Regions from separate parts of the Gossypium arboreum genome. Here region 2 is linked to region 1. Evidence: chromatin contacts called from public Hi-C data. All regions are on one chromosome and are shown on one strand. Each heading gives the region's core, a stretch centred on a gene start, on an enhancer-like site or on the middle of the called end of the contact. The rest is flanking DNA. Distances are from core to core; before and after follow the strand shown. Region 1 holds the start of LOC108463585 (phosphate transporter PHO1 homolog 7-like). Region 2 has its middle 7.1 kb from the start of LOC108463355.

Region 1 (5,539 bases), core at 1,486-3,985:
TACAGCAACGATGAAATAAAAAGTGTTGAATATGTCATTTGATTTGCATGTGTTTTGTCTGAGTTTGAAGTCTCCCCAACCATAATGGCAAATGTAATATTCCACACTTCTAAATGCTTGTACCTCACTAGTAAACTGATCTGCCAAGTAAAAATCTTGAAATTTTACCTGCATCAATATTACAAGTCACGGACCATCTTTGCTGAAAATCAACTGAAAGGTTCCCAAATCTTCTGATTCAACAAACGATATATATTTACCTTGTAGAGGGGCGCACAGATACAACGAAACGAAGTTCTGAGCAAGAAGAAGCGACTTGAGCGATAAAGGATGTTGAAAGGACAAAGCAATACAATTATCACAAGCTGGTTGAGAAAGCAAAAAGTAAATAGATCAAAAAATGGTTTTGCTGAACTGGGTTTTGCGATTATGAAGTGAAATAGTTTTTAGTTTTTACCAAAAGCAAGCTTAAAGGAAGTAGCTCAGTTAATGCTTTATAATCTCCAGTTTTAGGGTCCATTTCCATGTCAAGGTTGGAGACCACACTGATCAGTGCTAGCGTTGCAAGGCCAAAACTCAAGAAAAGAACTTCTCGAAAGCCCAGCTCTGTTCCTTGCTTGAACCCAAATATGAAGGAATAATTAACTCTGTATCGCCTCCAAAAGTATATATTCCCAGCATGCATGAGCATATGTAGAACCATGAACCCAAACAAACTGCAATGTTCATAGTTAAGATGACTTCGTTAAATTTGTCACATTTGCAGTGTAGCTGAAACAACAGAGTGGAGTAAAATAGTAAAAGAAAATAACCTATATACTGGAAACATGCTTTCCATGTATTGAACTCTTCCTTCCTTATCGAGGATATTGCGGGCATGTATAATCAAAACCAGAGCTAGTATGAGGGCCGCTGTGCAGCCGGCAAAGAAGCCTGAAACATCAATTTTCCAATAAATATCTTCTTTAAGGGGTAAAAGGCATTAAATGGGTATAATGATTACCTGTGCCAAATGATGTACTATGCCTTTCTTTCTTTGATTTTGGTCTCAACTGGTTCATCCCTTTACTTCGGTTTGAATTTGAGAAATGTTTGATAAATGTGGCTTCTACCCTTTCCATTAGCTTAGTTACCTGAAACAACAAGCTTATGTTACCCGATTCTTCAATTTTTCTAAAGTATCTATGTACGAATAACAATGACACTAGAATTTTGAATTGTTAATTATCAAAACCAAGGTATTTTACTGGGAAGCCACCTACCTCGTCGGAGTTGCCTATATAAGAATCATCCACTGTCCTCATATAATACTTTGATGCTCTTCTTGATGTGATCTGAGACCCATGAAAGAAGAACAATCAGTACCGACAAGCCTGGTTGAGTTGACACCGAATGTTTGATGTTAAGAAGGCTTATAAGATATATACCTTATCATATTTCTTCATGATTTTAGAGAATGCTAACACATTCAAGAAGCTGTTCTTAGACACAAGCATCGAAGACTAATCAATATACATTTGTTAAAAAGTAGAAGGAAAAGGGAACCAAATACATACAATGGGTTATTAGCCATTTGTTACCTGTAGTTCTTGAGAAGCCGAAGCTTGTAATAAAATTCAATAAAGGCTTGTTTCAGTTGGTTTTGGATTTTCTTTAGGTTGTCCTTGCTAAAATTCATTTGTGTCTTGTTAGTATTGCTAGCACAGTACACTTTGGCAGCTGAGAAAGGAGCTTGAATAGCTTGATTCAACTTCACGTGATTCAACACCTCTTGTGGAGCAAGTCTAATGCTGCTCACTACTTTCTTGGGGTTCTCTTCTTGAATCTCTAGGCAGCCATTACTGGATTGCTTAGCATCATTATCTGATTCAGTTGTGCCTTGTAATGCATTCATGGGAACCATGATTTCTGCAAATGAAGTAATTGTTATAAATTAAGGTGTCTCAACTGTAAAATTGAAAACAACTTGTGCAGAACTTGGAAGAAAAAGTACTTACTGTCATTAGAACCAGAAACATCAAAATTCTCTTGTAATTTATATACTTTTATCCTAAAAGCAATTAAAGCATGCATTTGATTGGTAAGTGTTTCTGCTTCAGCCATAACTTCCTTCACCTTAGACCTGTAAAACTTGTCAACTTTATTCAACTCATTATCAAGCTTTTTAAAGAACTCTTGCTCATATTCAGCCCCTTCTTCTGCAACCATAAGAAAAGTAGTCTCGTACTTCCCTGAGCCATTTCCTCGCACGGAATTCACAAGAATCGCTTGGTTTTCAACATCATGATCGTCGAATGAACTCCCACCTTTGTTTCGTCTCGGATCCAAACCGCTAAAGCTTCTATAAAGCGTCAATGCTCGTTGAAGCCGAGTTGGGGTATCTGGTTGCCGATACTTTTGTTTCACACCATGGATTTCTTTCAAAAATTTCTTTAATGAACTGTAATCCACATAAGCTGCCTGCCATTCAGGCACCATTTGAGAAGCAAACTCCTTCCCAAACTTCATTTTATGGCAATGCGATGTAGTATACTTAATTTGCTCCTCAAGTTATAGAAGGAAAAGATGAGCAAAACAGCAGAAGGAACTTGGTCAATCAAAAGGGTTAGAGGCACTAATGTTTTATAACTTTAGGATTTATGGAAATGAGAACAAGGAAACTTTCACGATCTTTCAATCTCTCAATCTACTTTTTTTTTTTTAATTCGTAGCTTATAAAATATGCCAGCTATATGCGCCTGTAATGAACTTTTAGTATTTTAGTGCGTATTTTTATTTATTATAATTAATATTTGTTTTGATATTAAAACCATATATCTAAAATGTAATTTAATAATATCATTCACTTCAAAAGATTGAGCCCTTACGTGTCAGCGAATCCTGTTCTTGCTTAGCTTCCCACATCTTTTCTAGCTATCTCATTGTACATTTTTAAAAAAATATATATTTAACTTTTATTTAATAAGAAATGAGATAACACAATTTGAATACATGCATACTGAAACAAATGTTTAATAAAAAATTTTAATTATTGTTTCAATTAAATAAAAGAATATATTAATTTTTTTGTCTGGATTTTCTTGAAATTTTCAAAAACTTAAAATAGATATATAAGCCCACAATTATTTCATGAGATTTATTAGAATTTTATATTTTAAACTTACAATAAAAATAAAAAATTAATCTATGCCTGTCTTTTCCCATGATTTACCTTTAATTGAAACCTACTTAACTATCCCAATCAAATTGATGCAAAAGTTCATAGCTTGGATAAATTTAAAGCTTCCTAAAATCAGAAAAATTAAAATTAAAGCGTTTATTTTTCCAAAAGGTTCCCAAAAATAAAATTTCTCTTACCTTTCTTTACAGGTAATATTTTATATTCCCTCATATTTTAAATTTTAAATATTTCAAATTTATCAATGTAATTCGTTATGCTTAAAATCTTACTTTATTTACCATCTAAATCTCTTGTGTATGAATTTTTAAATTTAATAAATCAAATTATAAATATCACATGTTAATATAAATTATCATACAAAATTCAGGCATGAGTCACATGATTATTGAATTCTATTTCAATGGTCTTATTCATATATTTTCAAGCACAATGTTCAGCACATAGCACAAAATCCTTTTCTTTTAACCAGGTAAATAATTAAAAGGTTAAAATATGTTATTAATCTTGTATTTTAACAAAATTTAAGATTTAGTCCTTATACTTAAAAATTAAAAATTAAGTCATCTTACTTTACAAATCTCAATTCAATAATTAAAAGTGAAAGTAAATTTATTAATTTGAAATTTTGATTAAGTTATTATTTTATGATGTGATATATGATTGATATAAAACAAACACGTTAAATTGATAAATTTTATAAAAACTGATAATAATTAAATTATAATTTTTAAATTGAAGAAATATGAAGACTGGATTTTTAACTTTTAAACATACAATTACAGTGTCTAACAGCACATTTTAACTAGCTTGTAATAAATTATGAAAAACAATAGCTATGTAGATTTTTGTTTGCTAACTTTTCTTTAAAAACAAGACAAATCAAACCGAGTAGATTATGAGCCCACACAATTCCCTGTTTGCTATTTTTATCTTTAAAAAGTACGTCAAAGAAAAGCACGGCCTTTTAATAATGGCCACGGAATGGACAATTAATTCACGCTTTCATTTTTTACTACTCCCATGTGTTGTGAATTTAATTATAGAGAAAAATGGAAATTAAATATTTTTGTAATTTATATGAATTTCGTGAGATTTAGAGTTGTTCATTATAATATAATTGTTGAATTATATAAAACAAATATATCTTCCCATACTTTGATAGAATAAAGTTGGTAAACCTTGCGGGTCATCTTTTTTCCGCGTGTTGTCTCTTACATGCCATTGTTATATCGTTTTCGGTATAAAAAAATGGTTGTTGTTAGTTTAATTATTATTAAACAAAAAAGTTAGCTAATGCATGCTTTGAAATTACTCGTTTAATGTCGGAAATTGAATCATATAAAGTAAGAAATTGGGGACTCACTTTGACTATATAATTCCATAATCTTTGTCGTCTTACAACCACCACGTTTATCTTATGATTAGTTTTGTCTTCTTGCCTCCTCTAGTTTTCAAATGAGCGTATAAAATCAAACTCTTATAGGAATCCCGTCTCGCACATTCAACTATTTCAAATCTTATCTTTAGGACCTTTACTTAGAACCCTGGAATTATTTTGACACCAAACGTATCAAATGGTGAGATTTTATTCAAGTATTTTAGATTTTAAGTTTTTGAATATAAAATTTCAATTAAATTATGCTATTAGTCTCTCTACTTAGTAAAATTTATGGATTTAATCCCTTTATTTTTAATTGGTCATTTTTAGTCTTCCGATTTTTTAAATTTTAAAATTTCTGTTCTCGCCAAATAATAATTGTTAAATCCATTAAGTAAAGCTTTGCTATTTCCAAAATCTGATTCGTTAAATATATTATCATATGTGTAATGTCATTTCAGCTTATTATTTTCACATACTACTCACTAAAAATCTAGTTAATGGATTACTGATTGTCATTTGCATTAAGACTAAAATTTCAAATTTTAAAAATATAGGGACTTAGAATTATCCAATTGGAGAAAGTGGATTAAATCTATAATTGTACGCATAGTACAAGACTAGTAATTTAATTTAACTAAACAAATTTAATTGCTACTATTTGAGCTGTAACGCCCCAAATTTTATGTTTCGGCTTTTGTGATTAATTGATATAATTATTTATTTGCTTCAGTGGTTAAGTGTTCTGGGTGTGTGTGTGAAGTCCTAAGTTCAAACCTTAGCTTGAGAAAAATTTTGGTTTTTATCTGTATGAAGCCTTGTCTTGGGTTATAGGGCTTATAAGTAATTGGTTGGAAAAGCTCACAAGAATGGACCTGCTGGTCTGGTGGATAAGAGGACTGTGGATGTGAGGGAGGTCTTGGGTTCGAGTTTGAATGAAGGCACTATTTTTGCGACTAATGCCGTGGGAGTGTTTGAGT
Region 2 (5,520 bases), core at 699-3,198, 61 kb after region 1:
ACAAAAATAGAGGAAAAAGAAATCTGTTGAACAGCGGGAAAAATGCAGAAACAGATTTATTTAATTTTTAAAAGAAGATTGATTTTCGAAAAATATTTATTTATTTTTTTCTTGGTGACTAGTTTATCTCGGATTAGAAAATTGCAAAAATAATCGGATCTGTCTTGAGATTGTTGGACAAAACTCCCCGTTAGCGAACATATAATTAATTATAAATAAACACATATGAAATTAAATATAAATAGAATGATTTATAATTAATTTATCAGATACAAAAATCAAATAAAATCATAATAAAAGTTGAAATAAAGAAGGAAGAATAGAGATTTTACGAATCATTGAGGCCTGTAAAACATAGTTTCCTTAAGACAGATTCGGCCGCTCCTCTAGTACTTGGAGAAACGTTGGTTAAATGTCTCACAAGATACAACAACAGTTAACAAAGTAGTATCACCTCTACAACGATCAACGAACGAACTTTGCATTTTTCTATCACCGGAATATTGTAAAAAATAGGAAGAGGCAAAAAAAATTTGAAATGAACAGAATCTCGGTATAAGAAACTATTAGAATGTGTGTTTTAATCGTATAGAATAAACAGCCTTTTATAGGCATTTAAGATAGTGAAAAATTTGGAAATAACCATAAAATCTGCCATTAATGAATCAACAAATTTACTGTCCATAAATATTTGCAGGATTACAATTTTACTCTCATCCCTCGTTGCACGTAAAGTAGGATTACAAACTTAGGGCTAATTTGGCAATACTTTTGAAAAGTGTTGTAGAAAAATGCTTTTGAGAAGTACTTTTGAGAAGTGCTTTGGAAAAATTTAAGTGTTTGATATTACTGTCAAAAAAGTGCTTTTGAAAAGAAAAATGTCCATTTTAAACATTAAATTTAATTAGAATATATAAACTATATTTAAATATTTAAATATAATAATTAAATATTTGTAATTAGATATTGACACAATTGTATTATTTTAAAAATATTTTTATTTTTATTTTTAATTAATGCTTTTAACACATTTGTAAAACTCATATTAAATAACCAAGAAATAGAACACAAAATAATAGCATCAAACACATTTTAAGTCAAAAATAAGGTTAAAAAGGTAAAATAACGGCCAAAAATATATTTTTGGTTATTTAATATGAGTTTTACAAATGTGTTAAAAACATTAATTAAAAATAAAAATATTTTTAAAATAATACAATTGTGTCAATATCTAATTACAAATATTTAATTATTATATTTAAATATTTAAATATAGTTTATATATTCTAATTAAATTTAATAAATAATTAATATTAATTACTTAGAAATATTTAAAATTAATATTATATATTAAAATATTAACAATAAGTTATAATATTTTTTTATATTTTTGCTAAAATATCATAATATTAACTAATTTGAACATTATTTAAATACATATTTGTTACTTTATAATATCATGTCTAAAATAGACATTTTACTTTTCAAAAGCACTTTTTGACAGCAATATCAAGCACTTAAATTTTTTCAAATCAATTCTCAAAAGTACTTTTCAAAAGCAATGAAGAACTGACCCTTAGTCATTCAATTATTTTATAAAAGGGTTCACATATATAGACACATCTCACAGTTGGTATTTAACCAATGTGGCATCTAAGCCTTTTCTTTTCCTCAACAATATTTCCAAGTAGCTTACTTTGAGCACCATTTTCTCATTCATCACTCAAACATTTTTAGCAGATGATATACCGTTGTAAAGGTCTCATGGAGTAGAATATGAAACCATAATTTTATGATTCAACTCTCTACCTTTACCTATTGAGAATATACCTCAAAGTTCCCATAAAAACAATTTTTCCAACATGTATTTACTAAAATAAATTTTACTCCAAAACTCCATAAATTTCGTGTCCTCCGCTTTAATAAACTCACAATGTAGAATGAAGCCATCAATCTCTTGAAATTGAGACTACCAACTATAATTCCTTCTCTTTTCCAGCTACTCGACCATGTATTATTCCCTAATTGGCTGAAAAGAAGTTTATTGATTTGCTTGAAAATGTTTAGAAAATTCTCTAAATACTAAATATTATTCATCTTGAATGGAAAAGACCACAAATTGGCTGGAAAATAAAACTACTAATTTGGCAAAACGAAAGAAACTTATTATTATTCAATTAGTTCAAATATTACCAAAGAAAGGTAAACAAGTGGCTTATTATTAGTCCAAAATAGTCACTCGGCTTATTAGATAGAATCTCATACTCATCGCGTCAACTTCAGGCCTTGTGATGAGCGTGGGCTTAGGTTGTGTTCTAGTCCATTTAAAAAGGCTCTTTTTGAAGTTTTTCTTGATAAAACTCACTTACCTTTTACAACCTAAATTCATTGCCATGCAAAAGTCACGATTTAAAGTTAAGAACTAAATTATAGAGTGAACGCCCATGATCAATAAGTTACATATTAAGGTTTTTTTTTTTTAATTATATCAAATAGAGGTTTTTAAAAGTCTTAAATGAAGCTTTTCTATTTTAAAAAGAATATTTAGACTAATCTAAACTTGGTCCTTGCCCATCCCCTTCAACCATGTTTATTTGTGGGAGCTAATTAATACAAAACCCAAAACTCAAAAATCATAGTGGCTAAGAGAGCATGGACCAAATTGGTTTACGAGTCAATTTTCCCCCAGGACATAATTAATTAAAAGGGATTTTGAAGTTCTGTACAAGAATTTGCAACCCAGAAAGTATGCCTTGTTCACATTGGAGAATTTCGCCTATATATGGTAACAAATAATAAATAAATAGGCTTGGATTATCGAATAGCCTATATCTATGTGGTCGATAATGTCTATGGTCTCCAATTTGGATTTGAAAAGCTGAAGATCTGAAGCTTAGCCGTGTATGCCCGGTGGTCAATAACATTCCTCAATTGGTTTTACGTCCCAATCAAAAAGGGGACCTCCCTTTCCTCTCTCTATCCAATAGGTTCGCTAACACATGTAATTCTTTTTCTAAAAACCTACTTACACATCAAGGTCGCAAACGGACAGTTTCAAATCGATTTTTTTTTTCAATTTTTTTTGAGTTTAGGTTTTTTTTGGGCTCCGCCCCTTATAAATTCGAATTTTTCACATTTAGACTTAGACTGAGTCAGACGAGTTACCATAGATTTAAATATTTTAAATTTTTTAAATTATAAATATTTTAATTTTAATTTTAATTTTAATAATTCATTTTACTTTTATTTGAATGGTTTTTATTTAAATCACTAGTCTGTTAAGTTTTTTTTAGAAAAATAAATCTTTCTAGTGAGCACGAATCAACGATTCAATGATTTAATGATCAGTATAGTAGATCAGTACTCATCGACAAGTAGAAAAACATACTTTAAATCCAAGTCAATCCGACAGTCAATGTTGGAGATTGAATAAGAAAGTTGTTTAGATTTTGGTTCACAAATTCGTGATATTCAAAATTATTTCATAAAAAAAATTTTGATCTGTTGAAAAGAAGGGAAATAAAAGCTTTTGATTGGTGCAGATGGTGCGAGCAAAGAAGGCTATGCAAAAAACGATTTTAATAGCTAGTAATTTAAATAAAAACTTTAAAATTATTCCGTATCTATTTTGTAACTTTTTAAAGTTAAATGATCAAAACATAATACTACTATTAATGACCTTAAGTGTAGTTTACTTTTACAAAATAAGAATACAATACAATTAAAATTAATTAAAATATAAAAATGCAATATATTACAAAATAAAATAATACCAATACATTAATGCTTTAAAATTTAAATAACTTCCAATTATAGATCATTTAAATCTATATTATATATTTTACTTTTAAAATATTTAGGTTTATAGGCATAAAAGCCCTTAAAAATTTAAAATTAATTAAGTTCCTCGACTTTATTCATGCATAATTGAATTGAGTTATTATTGTTAATCTAAAAATCAATTAAGTTCCTTCGTAAATAGTTTCATCTTTGATCCCATTAATAATTAAAAACAACTAATGACCAATTAAATAAAGACACATGGCAACCCCTAATTTAACCTTTCATTTTTCTATTAATAAATAAATCATAAAAATATTACAAATTTATAAAAGATATTAAAAGTTTATAAAATATATTAAAAATCGTAAAAACTAATGAATATTATAAAACTTATAAAAACACTTATATAATGTTAAAATATATTATTAAAAATTCATTTATTAGTTCATTTTTTTAATTAAAACCTTAAAATCATAATGAAGGCATCAAATCAACTGCTGGATAATGAGAATAGTTGCAACCATTGGATAATGAAATTTTGATTTTCTAGTATCTAATCATACCAAAAATATTTTATAGCATATAATACTTAGTAAACAATTTTCTATTTTAATGTCCAAACTATTATATTGTAATTAAAAATAGAGATAAAAAGTTTAAAATAATAAATAATAAATTATCAATAAAAGTAGAGGTTTCCACAAATGTCGTCTAATTTGTGGAAGATTGAGAACATTTGATCAATATGAAATGACCCCAACCATCTGATGATTATTCCTATTATCCAAGTGTTGGTTTGATACCACATGTTCATTATGATTTGAGAGGTTTAATTCTCAAAATGATGAATTAATTAATGGCTTTTATAATTTTTATTATTTATCATATTTATAATTTATTAGATTTTTATAAGTTTTTATAATATTTGTAGGTTTTATGATTTTTTTATAATTTTATAAGTTTGTATAAAAAAATTAAATATTTTTAAAATTTTTATAAGTTTATATAAAATTTTCATATTTTGTTAATATTTTATATGTCGTTATCTAATTAATTTATCGGTTAATTTTAATAATCATCATAGACAAAAAGCATTGATGAAAGGACCATTTTTTATTTTTGGTTAATGGCAATGGTTAATTGAATGCAAATTAAGTCAAAGGTGTTAATTATTTTTTGAAGGATTTTTATACCTATATTTATGATATTAAAAAATATATATGAATACAATATCAACGTCCGATTCAATTGGAGTGGTATGAGGTCTTAAGGCGAGATGGGACCATTGAAGGAACTCGTCGATTGCCAAATCGTTTTGTTTTGGTTTTTTGTTGAAAGTTTTTATGGGAGAATTGAATGCCTCAAGTGTCAATTTGTTTTTCTTTTAAGATTTTTAAAATCTCGGACCGTACAAGATTTTTTTTTTTTTTTTAAATGCTAGGTCTATCCATTGGAAGCAAGTACGTATGAATCTTGATGTCTCGCCATCATTTACAAGTTTTAAAGCAAGTACGTATGAATCCTGATCTCTCGCAATACCTCTCTATTTATTTTAAATTATTATTTAGATAAATTCGCAACCTCATAAACTTAGTAAGTAATAATTTACAAATATAAAACTTTATTTAAATGAAGTTAATCATAGAAGAAAAAAAATTACAAATATTCTAAACTTTATGCTCCATCAAATTAAAAACACAAGAAGTTCAAAGAAATCTATTTGATGTTTAAATTTTT

Evidence for each region. Hi-C and Micro-C count contacts between places; a contact is called where the count stands out from the background.
Region 2: a contact with region 1 is called in a Hi-C map of leaf, with 2.9 times the contacts expected there. The contact joins the enhancer-like site here to the promoter of LOC108463585 in region 1. A contact is called at or near these places in 2 of 5 Hi-C or Micro-C datasets (both in leaf).

Annotation. Positions count from the first base shown.
Region 1 is chr13:105,030,683-105,036,221 of ASM2569848v2, forward strand. LOC108463585 (phosphate transporter PHO1 homolog 7-like) reads right to left here and starts at 2,736. Exons shown (of 12, transcript XR_001868093.2): 1 at 1,998-2,736; 2 at 1,581-1,908; 3 at 1,428-1,476; 4 at 1,263-1,334; 5 at 1,004-1,133; 6 at 813-933; 7 at 458-716; 8 at 261-365; 9 at 1-168.
Region 2 is chr13:105,092,438-105,097,957 of ASM2569848v2, forward strand. No RefSeq gene overlaps it. Among protein-coding and RNA genes, the nearest start is that of LOC108463355, 7.1 kb to the right of the region's middle. Within about 2 kb of position 1,949, at least 2 of the 2 cell types and tissues checked have an H3K27ac peak or open chromatin away from gene starts, as enhancers often do. A contact at or near this core is called in leaf, where this site is marked.